Regions from separate parts of the Anas platyrhynchos genome. Here regions 1 and 3 are each linked to region 2. Evidence: chromatin contacts called from public Hi-C data. All regions are on one chromosome and are shown on one strand. Each heading gives the region's core, a stretch centred on a gene start, on an enhancer-like site or on the middle of the called end of the contact. The rest is flanking DNA. Distances are from core to core; before and after follow the strand shown. Region 1 holds the start of ZFP36L1 (ZFP36 ring finger protein like 1). Region 2 overlaps RAD51B (RAD51 paralog B). Region 3 overlaps RAD51B (RAD51 paralog B).

The links. A called contact is a pair of places that touch in the nucleus more often than the background predicts.
Region 1: a Hi-C map of F5 follicle shows a contact between it and region 2, with 2.5 times the contacts expected there. The contact joins the promoter of ZFP36L1 here to the enhancer-like site in region 2. A contact is called at or near these places in 3 of 8 Hi-C or Micro-C datasets (F5 follicle, skeletal muscle and small yellow follicle).
Region 3: a contact with region 2 is called in a Hi-C map of F5 follicle, with 2.0 times the contacts expected there. The contact joins two enhancer-like sites. A contact is called at or near these places in 4 of 8 Hi-C or Micro-C datasets (F5 follicle, liver, skeletal muscle and 1 more).

What each region holds. Positions count from the first base shown.
Region 1 is chr5:37,401,184-37,406,077 of IASCAAS_PekinDuck_T2T, forward strand. It overlaps ZFP36L1 (ZFP36 ring finger protein like 1), which reads left to right and starts at 3,551. Exons shown (of 2, transcript XM_038179267.2): 1 at 3,551-3,799; 2 at 4,338-4,894. The coding sequence starts at 3,743. It overlaps LOC119717004 (a long non-coding RNA gene), which reads right to left and starts at 3,193. Exons shown (of 3, transcript XR_011809715.1): 1 at 400-3,193.
Region 2 is chr5:37,455,865-37,460,652 of IASCAAS_PekinDuck_T2T, forward strand. All of the region lies in intron 11 of RAD51B (RAD51 paralog B), which reads right to left. LOC106017967 (a long non-coding RNA gene) reads left to right here. Exons shown (of 4, transcript XR_011809713.1): 2 at 3,303-3,522. Among named protein-coding and RNA genes, the nearest start is that of ZFP36L1, 54 kb to the left of the region's middle. Within about 2 kb of position 2,852, at least 3 of the 8 cell types and tissues checked have an H3K27ac peak or open chromatin away from gene starts, as enhancers often do. A contact at or near this core is called in F5 follicle, where this site is marked.
Region 3 is chr5:37,520,427-37,524,931 of IASCAAS_PekinDuck_T2T, forward strand. All of the region lies in intron 11 of RAD51B (RAD51 paralog B), which reads right to left. The region is part of intron 1 of LOC119717003 (a long non-coding RNA gene); the gene reads left to right. Among named protein-coding and RNA genes, the nearest start is that of ZFP36L1, 120 kb to the left of the region's middle. Within about 2 kb of position 1,660, at least 4 of the 8 cell types and tissues checked have an H3K27ac peak or open chromatin away from gene starts, as enhancers often do. A contact at or near this core is called in F5 follicle, where this site is marked.

The sequences.
Region 1 (4,894 bases), core at 2,301-4,800, 54 kb before region 2:
TGCACCTCCACCTCCAGAGGCACGGCCAACAAAAATAGCACCTGACCCACAAGATACGAACAGCCACTGCACAAGGCTTCGGCTCCTCTTGCACCCCCAGCAGAAATAAGGGTGGGAGGTTTGTCCTGCCCCTAGCTGCCCCGCACTGGAGGAAGACACGTCTGTGGTATAAGATACACCCACATACCCCTGGCCCCCACAGCAGAGGGAAAACCCCTCACCCCTACAAAACTCCCTTTCTGTGCCATGGAAGCACTTCCCTTTCCTAGCTTGAGACCTTGGAAAGAGGCCAAGGTGGGAACAAACCAAACCAAGCCTTGTTTTCAACCATTCCGACTTTTCTGTACTTGTGCTGTTTTTCAGTAACCCCTGCTCGGCTCAGACCCCCATAATTCCTACTGGTGTGTGGCTCCAGGTGAAGGCATGTGGAGGCATCTCAAGGCAGCGATATTCTCCTGTAGCTACGGGAGCCGTACCATCACCAGACGGACCTGTGACAAAGCTGGCGCTTGCGTTCAGTTTATATGTGGTGCCCCATGTAACCTCTTATTACCCCAAGGGGGAGTTCAGCTGAGTGAAGAGCACAGCCACCCCGTGGGACTCTTCTCCAGCTTCTCGCAGAGGCCAGAACGGGAAGCTGAGCCCAGTGGCCCAGGCACGAGACAGCGCTGACCTCTACTTCCCAGCGTGGAGCTTCTCCTGCCCGGCCTGGACACCTCCACACTGTGCCGCGAGAGCCACGCGTGCGAGGCCCACCTCCAGCCAGCACAGGGTACGCAGCTCCACCTGCACGGTGGGAGCGTTGGCTGCCCCAGTGAGGCCTCCCGCTGATGTCCGCAGGCCCACGAAAAGCAGGAGATGACAGGAAAAGGTGTGTCTGGCTGCAGCAGCGCCATGAGCTGCTGGGAGGTAAAGTGGCTCAGTGTGCGGGAGCAAGGGTTCGGGTCAGCCCCTGCCAGCGCCTCAGGGGCTTCTGCGAGGCTCCTCACACAACCCATGCTCCAGAGGAGTCCATTAGGGTTTGATGGAGTACAGAGCGCAAGGACAGGCCAGGACTATGTAAAAATAACTGTACTGGGTCAGATCAAGAGTCTGTTTTAGCCTTCCTCTTACCGCCAAAATCAGTCAATACTCAGGGGAAAGTGCAGGGGGATGACAGAGCAGTACTTCACTGGGCATTGTCCAGCGACACACAGTTCAGGTCTGCCTTTGGCTTTAGTAAACCTCCAGGGACTTTTCCTCCATAAATTTGTCAAATTGCTTTTTTGACCCCGTTTATACTTTTGACCTCCACAGCATCATGTGCCAATGAGCCCACAGCTTCGTGCACGCGCGATTTGAAGAAGTACTTCTTTAAACCTCCCGGCTTGTCGTTTTCATTTGCAGTCCCCTAGTCTGTTCCCCATTTTCGGGCCGTTCTGGCGTATGCCAGCTCCAATTTTGGAAAGCAGTTTATAACTGCTCGGCTGGATGCGTGCATGGACCAGGACCCTTATCTGTGTCTATTCTGAGACAAGTTTAGCATCTGCCTGCACCAGAACTGGGGAGTGAGAATGCTACAGATGCTGCTCCTGTGCTGAAGAGGGACTTGGGTCGGGCTCAGAAGCCCTGGACATTTATTGCCGTTCCCTGGGCCCAGCAGTAGTGTCCCAGCTGGAACATGCCCCACACAGGGTGGCTAATGAGCATGGCATGCATTCATTCACTTTTTCAGTAACCTCCTTTAATAATTTACTTTCATTTATTCATTTACCTATCTTTATTCATTTCCATTTATCAAAGTTCTTGCAGGGCTCTGGCAGAAGGTGCAAGGCTCTGATTTTTCATTCCTCCAGTCGGTGTGAATTCATGCCCACACAAATTCCCACTTTGGCCTGGAGGGCTCTGACTTTTAGCCACGAGGTGGGGCGAGCAGCTAAATTCCTGCTCTGAGCATGTGCGCGCTGAATGCAAAGCAGACCACCACGGAGTCAGGTTTTGACAAGCTAAATCACTGGAAAAAATTCCTTCTCGGCTTCGGCGTTCGCTGCTCGATGCGTGGAAATGCGCGACCTCAAACCCCAAGTTTCCAAAACATACGCACGCGTGGGGCGAGCGAATATGCACATTTCAGCACAAGAGGGAGCAGGGAGGAAGCCGAGAAAAAGAAAAAAACAAAAACGGCTCAGAGCAACTCAGTAGTGAAATAGTTATCTCGGCCGGCTTTCTCGGTAACTCTTGGAAAGTCCCCGAAATGACGTTTCTAACCTAACAATTAAAATGGGTTTAATTATAGAGAGGCTCGGAGCCCTGGGAACAAGCACCATCTACAGAATCAGTAAACAACTGCAGAAAATAATAGACTGGTCTCTCCCCTGGTTACTCCTCGCTTCTGGCCAAGGCGAAAGAAAAGAAACTAGAAAGAGAAGGAAATTCGAGGAACCTGATTGCTCTCCCTAAGTAAATAATAAAAAAAAAAAAAAGGAAAGAAAGAAAGAAAGAAAGGACTCTGGCATAGCCAGAGCCCGTGGGCGTTCCTCTCCTTGGTTGTTTTGGCCGTTCTCGAAGAGCGAAGGAGGGGAAAAAGCTCAGCCGCCAGTTCAAAGTCCGGCTCCCGAGACTCTAAAGCAAACAGCGGAGGAAGCGGATGAGTTGCTTCAAGTCCTCAAGGCGCTGGCCGCTGGGTCCCTGCGGGGGCCGGGAGGGACCCACGGCAGGGGGACCCCGGCAAGGGGCCCCTCGCCCCCCCAGCCCCTCGGCCGCCTCGGAGGGCAGCCGCCGTGGCGCTGAGGCAGCCTGCTATCAGGAAGCCTTGAGACGTTTGGCTTTTTTTACACCGAAACTACCCCCGTCCTCCTCCCCCCCCCTCACCCCCCCGCCATATCAATATCGGTATGAATCACACTGTGCCGACTGAAATCTGGAACAGATTACTTGCTCAGAGACACAGTCTTTTTTTTTTTTCAGTTTTACAACTCAAAGAGGGGACTGGCAGGAGAGAGCATACGGGGAGAAGAGAGGCAGAGCGCACCGAGCACCCTTCTAAAACCGCCTTTTAGCAACTTCGGGAAGGCGGCTGCGAGCTCGCTCCCCGCGCAGAGCCCGGCACAAAGCGAGCCCGGGGCTGCCGGGGGCCCCCAGCTGCAGGGGCGGGCGCCGCGGGACTTGCGCGGCTTTTGCGCGGGGCCGCGCGTTGCACTTGCACGCGCACACACACACACACACACACACACACACACACACGCGGGCACGCGCACACACGCGCGCAGCAGCCGCGCACAGCCGCGTCCGGGGCGGGGAGGGGAGCGCTGCCCGCAGGGGCTGTTCTGGAAGGGACGCGCTCTTTTTTTTTTTTTCCTTTTCTTTTTTTTTTTTTTTTCCCCTCCCTTCCCCCTCCCATCTTCTTCACCCCCCCGCTCCCTCCCCCGAGAAGTTTTTTTTTTTTTTTTCTGGGCCTGCCCGCCCGGGTGATTCAGACGCGGTGTCAATCACCCTGCCCTCCTCCTCCTCCTCCCCTTCCTCCCGCCGCCGGCTCCTCCTCCCGGGGTAAGTCGGAAAACTTTATAAGTTGAGCTTTTTGCCCGAGCCCGCTGGAAGCGGCGAGCGGGCGCGGCGGGCTGGTGGCGGCAGCGGAGGCAGCGCTAGCAGCAGCGGGGGGAGGCAGCGCTGGAGGCTGCGAGCTGGAGGCTGCGCCTTACCCACACCGCGACTCCTTCCACTTGCCTGCCGCCGCCCCTGCCGCTTCCCCCCTCGCTCGCCGAAGATGTCCACAGCCCTGGTGTCGCCCACCATCTTCGACCTGAGCGAAGTTTTATGCAAGGTAAACGCGCCGGCTGGCCGCGCTCCGGGTTGGCGCCTGCAGGGGCTCTCTGCGCTTTTTTTTTTTTTTTTTTGCTTTACTTTTTATCCTTTTTTTTTTTTTTTTTTTTTTTTTTGCGTTTTCCTCCTTACTTTCCCCGGCCGGGCGGGGCTCAGCCCGGGCCCCTCTCCCTGCTCCCCGCTTCGGGGCCGGGCAGGGCAGGGCCGGGGCCGGGCGGGGGCCGAGCTGCTGCCGCCGCCCGCTGCAGCGTGCCCGGGCGGGGAGCAGCGAGCAGGGCTGGGAGCAGCCCGAGCCCTCGGCGCCTTCCCCCCGGGGGGCTCCTCCCGCAGCAGCCGCCCCCACGGTGGTCGTAGGGGCGGCTCGGGGTTTGCTTTGCTCTTAGCAGGCGGGCGGGACGTGCAGGGGGCTGTGCTGTGCTGTGCTGTGCCGTGCTGTGCCGCCGAGGCTGAGCCCTCCGAGGGCTCCCGGCGTCGCCTCCCGTCCGGGGAGAGTTGCGTTGAGGCGGTGGCAGTGACCGGTGCTTGCTTTCTGCCCGCAGAGCAACAAGATGCTGAATTACAGCCCCTCGGGTGTCAGCGGGTGCCTGCTGGACAGGAAGGCGGTGGGCACCCCGGCCGGCGGGGGTTTCCCTAGGAGGCACTCTGTCACCCTGCCCAACTCCAAGTTCCACCAGAACCAGCTCCTCAGCAGCCTGAAAGGGGAGCCCGCGCCCATGCTGGGCCCCCGGGAAAGCCGCTTTCGGGACCGCTCCTTCTCCGAGGGCGGCGAGCGCCTGCTGCAGCAGAAGCAGCCCGGGGGCCAGGTCAACTCCAGCCGCTACAAGACGGAGCTGTGCCGCCCCTTCGAGGAGAACGGCGCCTGCAAGTACGGCGACAAGTGCCAGTTCGCCCACGGCATCCACGAGCTGCGCAGCCTCACCCGCCACCCCAAGTACAAGACCGAGCTCTGCCGCACCTTCCACACCATCGGCTTCTGCCCCTACGGGCCGCGCTGCCACTTCATCCACAACGCCGAGGAGCGCCGTGCCGTGGCGGGCGGCCGGGAGCCCGCCGTCACTGACAGACCCCGCCTTCAGCACAGCTTCAGCTTCGCAGG
Region 2 (4,788 bases), core at 1,602-4,101:
GTCCTGCCTGAATATGATATGGGAGCACATAAGAAAGCAGAGTTTGCTCCTGCTGGTGCATGCAGAGGCAGCAGCAAAGGCAGGACATGTCCAGGGCAGATGGAGCAGTGACTTGCTGATTTTTTTCCCGGCTCACATCCCTCTCTGATCTTTTCAGCATCTTGATCCCACAGGACAGCAGCAGTGAGAATTCTCTGTATCCCAAGGGGGGAAAAAAACAGCTTCTGTCAAGGTGTGACGCCAGCATGTTTTCACTAGATCCCAGAAGGGGAAGCATAGCGAGCCTTGAAGCGGGAGGGAATTGTGTTGTCTGTGTTGACAGAAAAGATAGAAGGCTGGGACTCAAAGACCTGAGTCCTCTTGCCACACTGCCTGTGTGATTTCAGGCAAGGTACTTACAATTTTTTTAGACTTATTATCCCTGTCTTTAAACTGTATTTAGGACTTACTTCACAGGGCTGAGAAGAAGGGGATTAAGCTTTAATTCATTAATGTTTGTAAAACATTTTAGAACTTGGATGGAAATTTCCCAGGTTGTGCAGAGAGCATTAAAAAGCTTATCTCCCTCTGACTGCAAATGTTCCTGTAATATGAGAGAAACGAGAGAAACAGTGCTTGCATTTCTGTGTTTATAATAATAATAATAAAAAAAACTTACCCTCCAGCTTCCCCTCTCTATCTCTCCATGTTTAAAAAAAAGGAGAACCAGCAATGAGAAATTTTAGTCTAAACAGAGTGCAGTTGCTCCCTGGAGACCTGAATGTGTCTCAGTGGAATTTTCCCTGCCTTCAGCCTTTTGTACTTCTGAAAGGTCCTGGAACCAGGCATGTGACTGTAAGAGCAAAAAACACTTCTGTGTCTGAGTGCTCTACCAAATATTTACAAGATACCCAGATAAAATGGCTACAAGCAAGTTCAGCAGGGTTTGACTGACCGGGCAGCAGTGCAACGCTGTCAAGAAGAAAATCTAAACTTTAATTAAAACAAAATTAAAATGAAATTTTACAAAGGTTTCTTCAAAGCACAAAATTGGTAACACTAAAACTGGAGAACTGCTCTTCCCCAAGGTGAAACCTATTAGCTTTTAGAAGTAGTTTATTGAAGTGGAGTAGCTTACTTGTTGTGATGGAAACTTGGAAACTTCCCTGTTCAAGGAGAGCACAAAGCTGTGCGAGCACGCGTGTAACAGGATAGCTGAAGCAGTCTGCTCCACGCCATCCTTTCAGGTGGTTGGGAGCAAAGGGACATCGGCTTCCACACCCCAGCACCTCCCCAGCCTCCTGCACCGCCGCTGTAAGGGCACGCAGTAATTTTAACAGGGTGCTCTGCTCGTAATGCTCTGCTCTCCAGGAGGCTGCTCAGAGAGGCTTCCCCGTGAGTGCAGAGCACAGAACCAGCCACTTGGGCCGAGGGGGACCGCAGCAACCCTCGGCACTAACTCAGCACACACAAGGCTGTCCTTAGGGTTGTGAGGCTGGAGAGCTGGGAGCAACTTGGTCCTGATCACAGCCCAGCCAGTGCCTTCAGCGGCCTTGAGCAAGTCATACACTCAGTCTGGAAGGTGAGTACGTAGTGCTGTGCTTTGCAGTCATGTTGCAAACGCTCCAACAGTGCTTTGAAGGTAGAAGAAGCTAAGCAGCTGTAACACACGCCAGCCTTCCCACCATTTGGATTCCTACCTGCTCTCCTTCGCTTCTGAACTGCCAGTACCCTGCTACAGCCAACTCTGTTACATCATCCCTGATGATTTACAAGAGAATTACAGGAATAAGAGCCCACAGAACTATCGCTTCTTAGTAAAACCAACGAGTGGGTTTACCATTTCTCTTAAAAAGCAGAAGCGAACATTTCCCTATGTTATGGGCTGTGGAAAGCAAGTGCTGTGCGTTTGTCAGTTCCTGCAGACTGGTGAGGTGTAGGGGTGAATTCGGAAGGTGTGTGTGGCTTATGTTTCTTAACTAGCATTTTAACCTGAACAAAATTCAGAATTTTCATAATTCCAGAGTTTAATATGGCACCTCACATACAGAGAACAGCATCTGCTTTTGAAGTTAGTCTTTAAAGAGGCAAAAGAAGAATGCCTGAATTTTTGAAAAAGTGTTGTTTATTCATTTCTCAGTGGAGTTTGCATTTGCCCTTTCTATGGATTGGATAGATGGCCAGGAGTCGCACCAGTAGTGCGGGGTAAAGCAACATCAGCTAAAGTATTTTTCAAGACAGTGTTTCTCACTTGTATGGTCTGCAGGGCAGGATTGGTTCCTTCCCAGGTTAAATCTGATTGATCCTTTCCATCTGAAACACACAATAAAGACAGAACCTCAATAGCAATGTATAAGACTGAGATGACAAAGTTAGTATTTCCTCCGGTGAACAGCCACTTGGAAACCTGTTTAATCCACAAAACAAATAAAGGTACATTTCAGTATAAATTAATTTCACAGATTAGTTGAAAACGGATTAATTTCTGCGTAATGATCCTCATTCTGCTGCCTGCCTGGTTGTCCTTCTAGTTACCAATATCCAGACTCATTCCCATTCTGTGTGGCAAAGTTTCTGATGCTCCTCATGCTCTGGAGCCAAACCTTAGCACAGTCCAGGCCCCTCTGTCACCCCCTGGCAGAGCTCTCCCAGTGCCAGTGTATACCTGCTGAGGAGCTTTGCATCACTCTGGTTTCCCAGTAAAACTGTTTTTTGTTAGCCAGAGCCTATTAACAGAGAATGGGATGTGCAAAAAGACTGACATTCTCTACCACAGGTTTCTCTCTACAGTTCAAACACGTTTCCTAGAGTTAAGCAGAGCACAGCTCATACCAGTATATCTTCCAACTATTAGCAAATTGCCTTGGATTCAGAGCAAATATTATGGCTGCGCCCTATGTGCTTTCCTAATGCCTCGGCTGAGAGCAGAGCCTCCCTCCTAACCAGTACGAGCTGTTCCATTTTTAATCTTGGTCCCATGTCAATGCCAGGAGGTAAAGTGCTTTGGGATTAAGTTTACTATGTAAACAAAGAATATTAAATTACTGTGATTAGACACCTTATGGACAAAATGGACTGCTTTTTGTGAGAGGAGATATTAAAAGACAAAATAAAAGCATCCTTTAATGCCTTTCTAATTGACCTGCAAACTGACGGAAAGAACACAAACTGAAGAAACACACAGCGTTATTAAGACCAAAATACCCAAGGTCAAAATGAATCATCAGTCAGATTGTGTCATGTCCTCCTGTTCACTGCTATTAAGTGCGTTGCAAGGTATCACGCTCCTACTCAAATATGTACTTCTCTTCCGATTTCTACAGCTGATCTGTTGTGACAAGCTCTGCCCCAAGGACCCTGCAGAACAGCCAGCTCCTACCGGGCCGATCCCTATTGGGCTGTATCAAAGCCTTGAAGAAAGTCAATAAAGCTGAAAGGAGGAGGATGCAAGGCATGGTATTCCCCTGCAACAGGCCATGACATTATTAATATTAACTGAGGGGATATCATAGAAGAATCAGGAGGCTTACACAGGTTGGCAAGGTAAGCTGTAGAGAAAATGTAGAAAAAAAATGTAGAGAAAATCCTTTCTGTGAATTTACTGGGAGAGCCTAAAGAATCAGTGTAGTTGCCTACACTGTGCCTTGCTTGCAACAGGGCTGGCAGTAAACGTATCTGAAAACACGTTTCTGCAGAAAGATAAGAAAGGGAGTAGGTGAGCAAATTCTTTCCAAAGAAACTACTCTTACTGAGCCTTTGGGAACTTTATATCCTTATCCTATTAAAACAAAACAACAACAAACAAACAGACACACACACACACACACACACACACACACACACACACACACACACAGATACACAAATAAAAAACCACAACTCGGCTCCAAAAGCCCCCAAAATAAGAAACCAGTTAATGGGAAAAATAACATTATTTTTAGTTGATAAAGTCCCTCAGCAAGGGAACAGAAAATACCATCTGTCTTCAAGAATTTAGGCATTCCGCAGTCATGATGCACTAGGCTTACAAACATTGTCATTCTTAGCACATTAAAACTGATGTAAAAGATTTTTGTAAATGTTGGATTAGCCAACTAGATTTCTGGGCCTGAGATAACACAGCAAGTATGCATTTTCACTACGCTATCTCTTTTTTGGTCATTTGTTTGTTTCTGTTAAACTGTGACTTTTTAAAAAATCACAGGAATTTTGCAAGTATGTTTAACACCACTGCTTCTTGAACAGCATCATGCAGGAATGCCAGGCCTAATGAATCTCAGAGCCTGTAAAAGCAGTGGGTCACAGGTTTCATCTATAAGATACTACAGCTTTTTCCTGGATTTCAGTAAGGTCCATTTTCCACCAAGCAGGGTTTGTACTGGAAGCTCAGTTGCAAGTTCAGCCAAAGAAAGACACCATCCATCCGTCATCACAAATTATAAACATTAAGATAGCTTTTTGGCATTGGCTTTCTAGAATAACCACTCATTATTACCAGGTATCAAACCGTTCCCGTTGATCTTCTATGGCATAGCGTTACCCAGTTGTGTCCTTACCTGAAGTAGGCTGATGCTACATAAAACTGCCTGGGTTTCTATACGGGCTCTCATTCAGCCTATTTTATTTTCTCTGAGTGATTCAACTGGTGGAACTGGCCTAAATGATTATAGGCAAGCACATGTAACCCTTTCATGGGGCCAGAAGCCATTGCAAAGCTATTTGTAGTGTATGTATGCAAATCAACTTCAGTTTAAGATAGTCTGGGAGAAGTTTGAGGGGGATTTCCCTGCTTTATGTAATCTATTGTTG
Region 3 (4,505 bases), core at 410-2,909, 63 kb after region 2:
GTGACAGAGGAAGGAAAAACAGAGGACACATGATCTGAGGGTTATAGTGAGACTACGTGCATCTGCTTTAGGACGCAATGGTATAGCACAAATGAATGCAGTGTGTTTGCATGACACGGAGGCACATGACTAAGCATACCACTGGACAGCTCTGTGAAGATGTGAGTGAAACGGATTCTCTTTTGTAAAAGCTGGTCTCCCTGCCAGATTTTTTTTTTCCAACTCTACAGTTACTTCGCAATGTGAAAAGCTTCGGAATGAAATCTGTTTTTTGACACCGTGTATACTAGGAAGGCTTAAGAATCGTCTGTGTACTATCTGCTGCAGAGTCAAAATGTGCCTCAGTGAGAAGCACTGCACTTTATATAATAAATTGATTGGAAAATGGGTTTCAGCAGCAGAATAATATAACTTGCATCCATTTGCCTCTCAAGAAGGGATGCACAAAAGAGTCTGTCACTTAATTCAGCAGAGTGTTCAGTGGGTCAGCCTGGGAACGTACTTATTGACAAAAGGGCACATTATGGCTTTAGAGCTTGTTGGAATGAAGCAGGCTTAAATATGAGTGTGTATACAAATTGTTTTATCATATAAATTGTTGGTTGCTCTTTCTGATATACTCCAATGCGCAACAGCCTCTTGCTCAGAAATTAACCTAATCCGCACATGAACTGAGCTTCTTTTCCTGCTTCATTGCTATCACAAACAGCTGTTTTCTGCCTATTTGCACTTCATGCACAACTTCAGTTACCTTTTTAATTTCATAACTACTGAAGTAAGTTCATGATGAATTCTAACAGTTGTTCACACAAGGCTGCACTGCCTACATTTAGTATGCAGTATACCCAGAATCGAAGTTTAAAAAGACTTCGCATCAGCAAACGAACAATAAAAAAAAAAACAAACAGAAAGCTGTTTGAGCAGAGGAATGAATTTCTGCTAAGACCTTTGACAGTAGATTCATTGGCCTCCAGCTGATCAGACAGACTTTCGGCTACTTGCTGGCTTTATTCTCGGGCAATCTGAAGACATTTGGGTAGTGCATTTTAAACCAATTGATTGTTTTCTCAGAGTCTACATAGGGGTCGGGAAAAAGGGGAGTATCTTTCTTGCTAATGTTAGCTAGACAATGGCAGCTTAACTGTAAAGCCCCCTAAAAGAGAATAAGCCTATTGTGTCCCCAGTGTGTTTCCCACATTTCAAAGGCCACTAAGTAGCACCAGCATCTTTGCCTCTGGGTTACTGAGAAGACAGACTCTTATGCTTATTAAATGATGGCTTTCCCTAATGATTTGAAACAAAAAAGGCACACACATAGGAAGCCAGAGATGTGCACATTTAAGGCTTCTCCTGCCACAAGGTCAAACACATGAAAAGACACAACAAAAAGTTTGGCCCTGAGATACCGGAGTGGACCCACTCGCCCATCTCTCCCACACCGGCCCTTACCCTCTTTTCTACTGCGAGAGCCCCCGGTTCCAGCACAATTAGGCGCAGCACCAATGGCATTTCTGCTGCCTCTCCTTCCACTTGGCTTCACTGCTGAGAAAGAAGCTTGTTCGGCGGGGAGGCGGGCACCGCTGCCTGAATAGTCTCTGAAGCATTCATTATCTCCCGCCTAATTACATGGCCGACATAGTGTTGTTGTTGTGGGAACATTGCATCACATTAATCAGCTAGGGGATGTGCCAAGATGAAAGGGTCCCCTTGTGTCTGCTCTCTGCTGTGGAAAATGGGCAGGAGGGCGGGGGAAGGCGCGGGGTATTTATCAAGTCCCAAGGGAGGGAAGGCACAGCGGGGGCACCCGAGCTCAGCCCGGCCCCGCCGCCATCTTCCCAGGCCAGCTCTGGTGGCACGCACGCTTTTTGTGGTCACATATGGTGGAGGACTGACAGCCTCAGAGCCAAAAACCTTCACCACAGCAAGCTATGAGCAAGGGCAGTGTTGTGGCCTGCTGCTCGGCTGCTCCTCCATAGCCTGTCCTGCCCTCAGCCCTCTCTGACAAGGCAGGGGAGCTCCTCTTTGAACAACCAACTAGGCATTCAGCTTCCACCTGCCCTCTGGGCTTCACGGAAAGGCACTGTCCCTTGAAACACCCTCCAGACATGCTTTTCTCCAACAGCCTCTGGGCCAAATGTTAAATAGTAGCTGTGACCAGCCTCACGGATCAAGGTCAAGCTAGTACCCAAAAGCAAAAGTTCAATTTCTCAAAGCCTGCTGGTGAGAGCCCCAGTTCGCCCACATGGTGTAATTTTTAAATGGACTCTTGAAATCTGAGATCTCATTTCCTCCTATCTTTGTCCCATTTGTAGGACATTTAAAAGGCTTTGTAAGGCCTCGCATAGATGCTTCTGTGTGCTGGGGCTGGGGGGAGGGCTGAGGCATCGACACTGGGCTGTTTGGCACCCTGCAAAGGACCGGGTCTGACTGGAATACCAAGTGCCAGTGCTCGGCTGAGCTGTTCAATGCTGTGAGATGCAACAGCAGCGCTCCGGAGAGGATGAGGAAAGGTGATGGAAAAATGAAGACATTACGAATGCAGTTCCTTCCATCCGTTAGACTGTCACATTCACTTCTAATTCGATCAATTCAGATCAGCCCCCTTTAAAATCCTCCAAGGACTGGCACTAGCTCGGGCTCAGATCTCTTCCAGCTTCCCCTCCTGCAGGCCGCCTGCCCATCATGGCATTTCTTCACTTAGCTGTTCCGCAGGTTGACTTCAATTGCTTTGAATTTAAGCATCTCGCCTCCAAACCCTATTGTTTTTGCAATGCATCTGGCTTATTAACGTAGGCTATTAAAGCCACTTTGGAAGCAGATTTACCGAGGTGCAGATAAGTTTATCTGCCACAAAGTAGGTGTGAACGCCAGTTCCTGCTACAGTGACTGCTGCCAAGTCCTCCCACTGGTATCCCATGATCTTTTGTGGACAATTGGGGCAGCCTGCTTATCTGCATGCCACCTGCTGTGCAGGAGTCACCCTGACCCAGTGCCACCTTTCTATTCAAATACTGGTGCCGCGTCAGGTGGTGTTCTTCAGATTTCAGCACACAAGGAGCATCACTTGTGTGGTGCTGGACGGTCCTGTGCTATGCAACTTGACTTCGTTGCCCTCTGGTGAGAGGAGTACACACAACAGGGTCTCTCAACAGTTTGTTTTTTTCATGGAGATCAAATGGGACCTGCATTCTACATTACAAGTGGCAACCAAACCAAAGAAGGGCAAGCTTCCAGGGTATCTTGTTGCATATAATGTAAACCAAGTTGTATGGAGCGAGAACAGATTCTCTGTCCTTTGTGCACATACATCCTTCAAAAAAGCCCACTCTGAGAGCGGTCTGTGCACTTGCTAGCTTTTCTCTGCTGCTCAGACTGGGCTGCCTTACACACAGTGCCCTTGGTACTTTATTACTCTTCCCTCAAGCTGCCAGGACACTGGTGCTCTGGCCGTCTCCTTCCCAGTAATTCGGCAGGACGGGGAGCATTTTGCCATGTCTGTGCTCACTGAGGCCTGGGCAAACCACGGGAATGGAATCCCAACCTGAAGACAAAACATCATTTTATCCCTGGTGGTGTTAGGGTTATTATCTGAACAGTAACTAGCTGTCCTTTTTGTCTCACTTTTGCCTGACAAAAGTGAAGTTCTGAACTGAGATCACTGCAGTATATCCTGTGCTAAAACTGTCCAGCTTACATAGGAGAAAAAAAAAACCTGAGAGATAACATAGTCAAAGAACTCTGGTCTCTAATCTACCAGATAGATAAAAAGACAGAAGCACGAGGAAGATGTCCTACAGCATGATACAGGAGAGATGATGACAACGAAATGTGTCAGACTTTATAATTACTGCTAATGAGGTTAATCTAAGGGCAACTAATCCTGTGGGAGAACACAGTGTCTTGGGGATCAAGGTCTTCTCTGAAATACAGGAATGTTTTGTAGCCCTCAATCTCTAATGCCTCTCTCTTTCTGGGACATCCATGGTCCCCCAGCTCAGAAATGCCTCCTTTTTTCTGAGCCACCCCAGCAATACGCAGTCAGAGATTCCTACCCCCTCCAAGGTGGTGGCTTATCTGTTGGCATCCTGCACCCCAGAGCAAAGAATGGGTTTGCCTCCTGCTTGCACTAGCTCCTGACTGCAGAGGCACAGGCCTGTGTGTGCACTGTGGTTTGTTTTGAAAAGTGCCTTCTGATTTATGTTTTACCACCACTGCCAGATATTCCAGGTCTCCAGCTTTCTTTTGGCCCATCAGTCAAGGCATCATGAGGACCAAATGCAGATGTGCCAAATGAAGAGCTCCAGTAAGAGGTCTAGAGTAAAAACCTGCTGTTTCCATTTCCTTGTCCTTTTCATGGACCCCTCTCACTGCCACACTTGTGACTACACAACAGTCCTGCAGCAACCTTTGTGGATTAAACATTGTACAAATCATAGTGTTTCTTCCAGTTTTGGGGACTTAACTTTGAACCCTTTTTTTTTTTTTTTTTTTTTTTTTTTTGCACA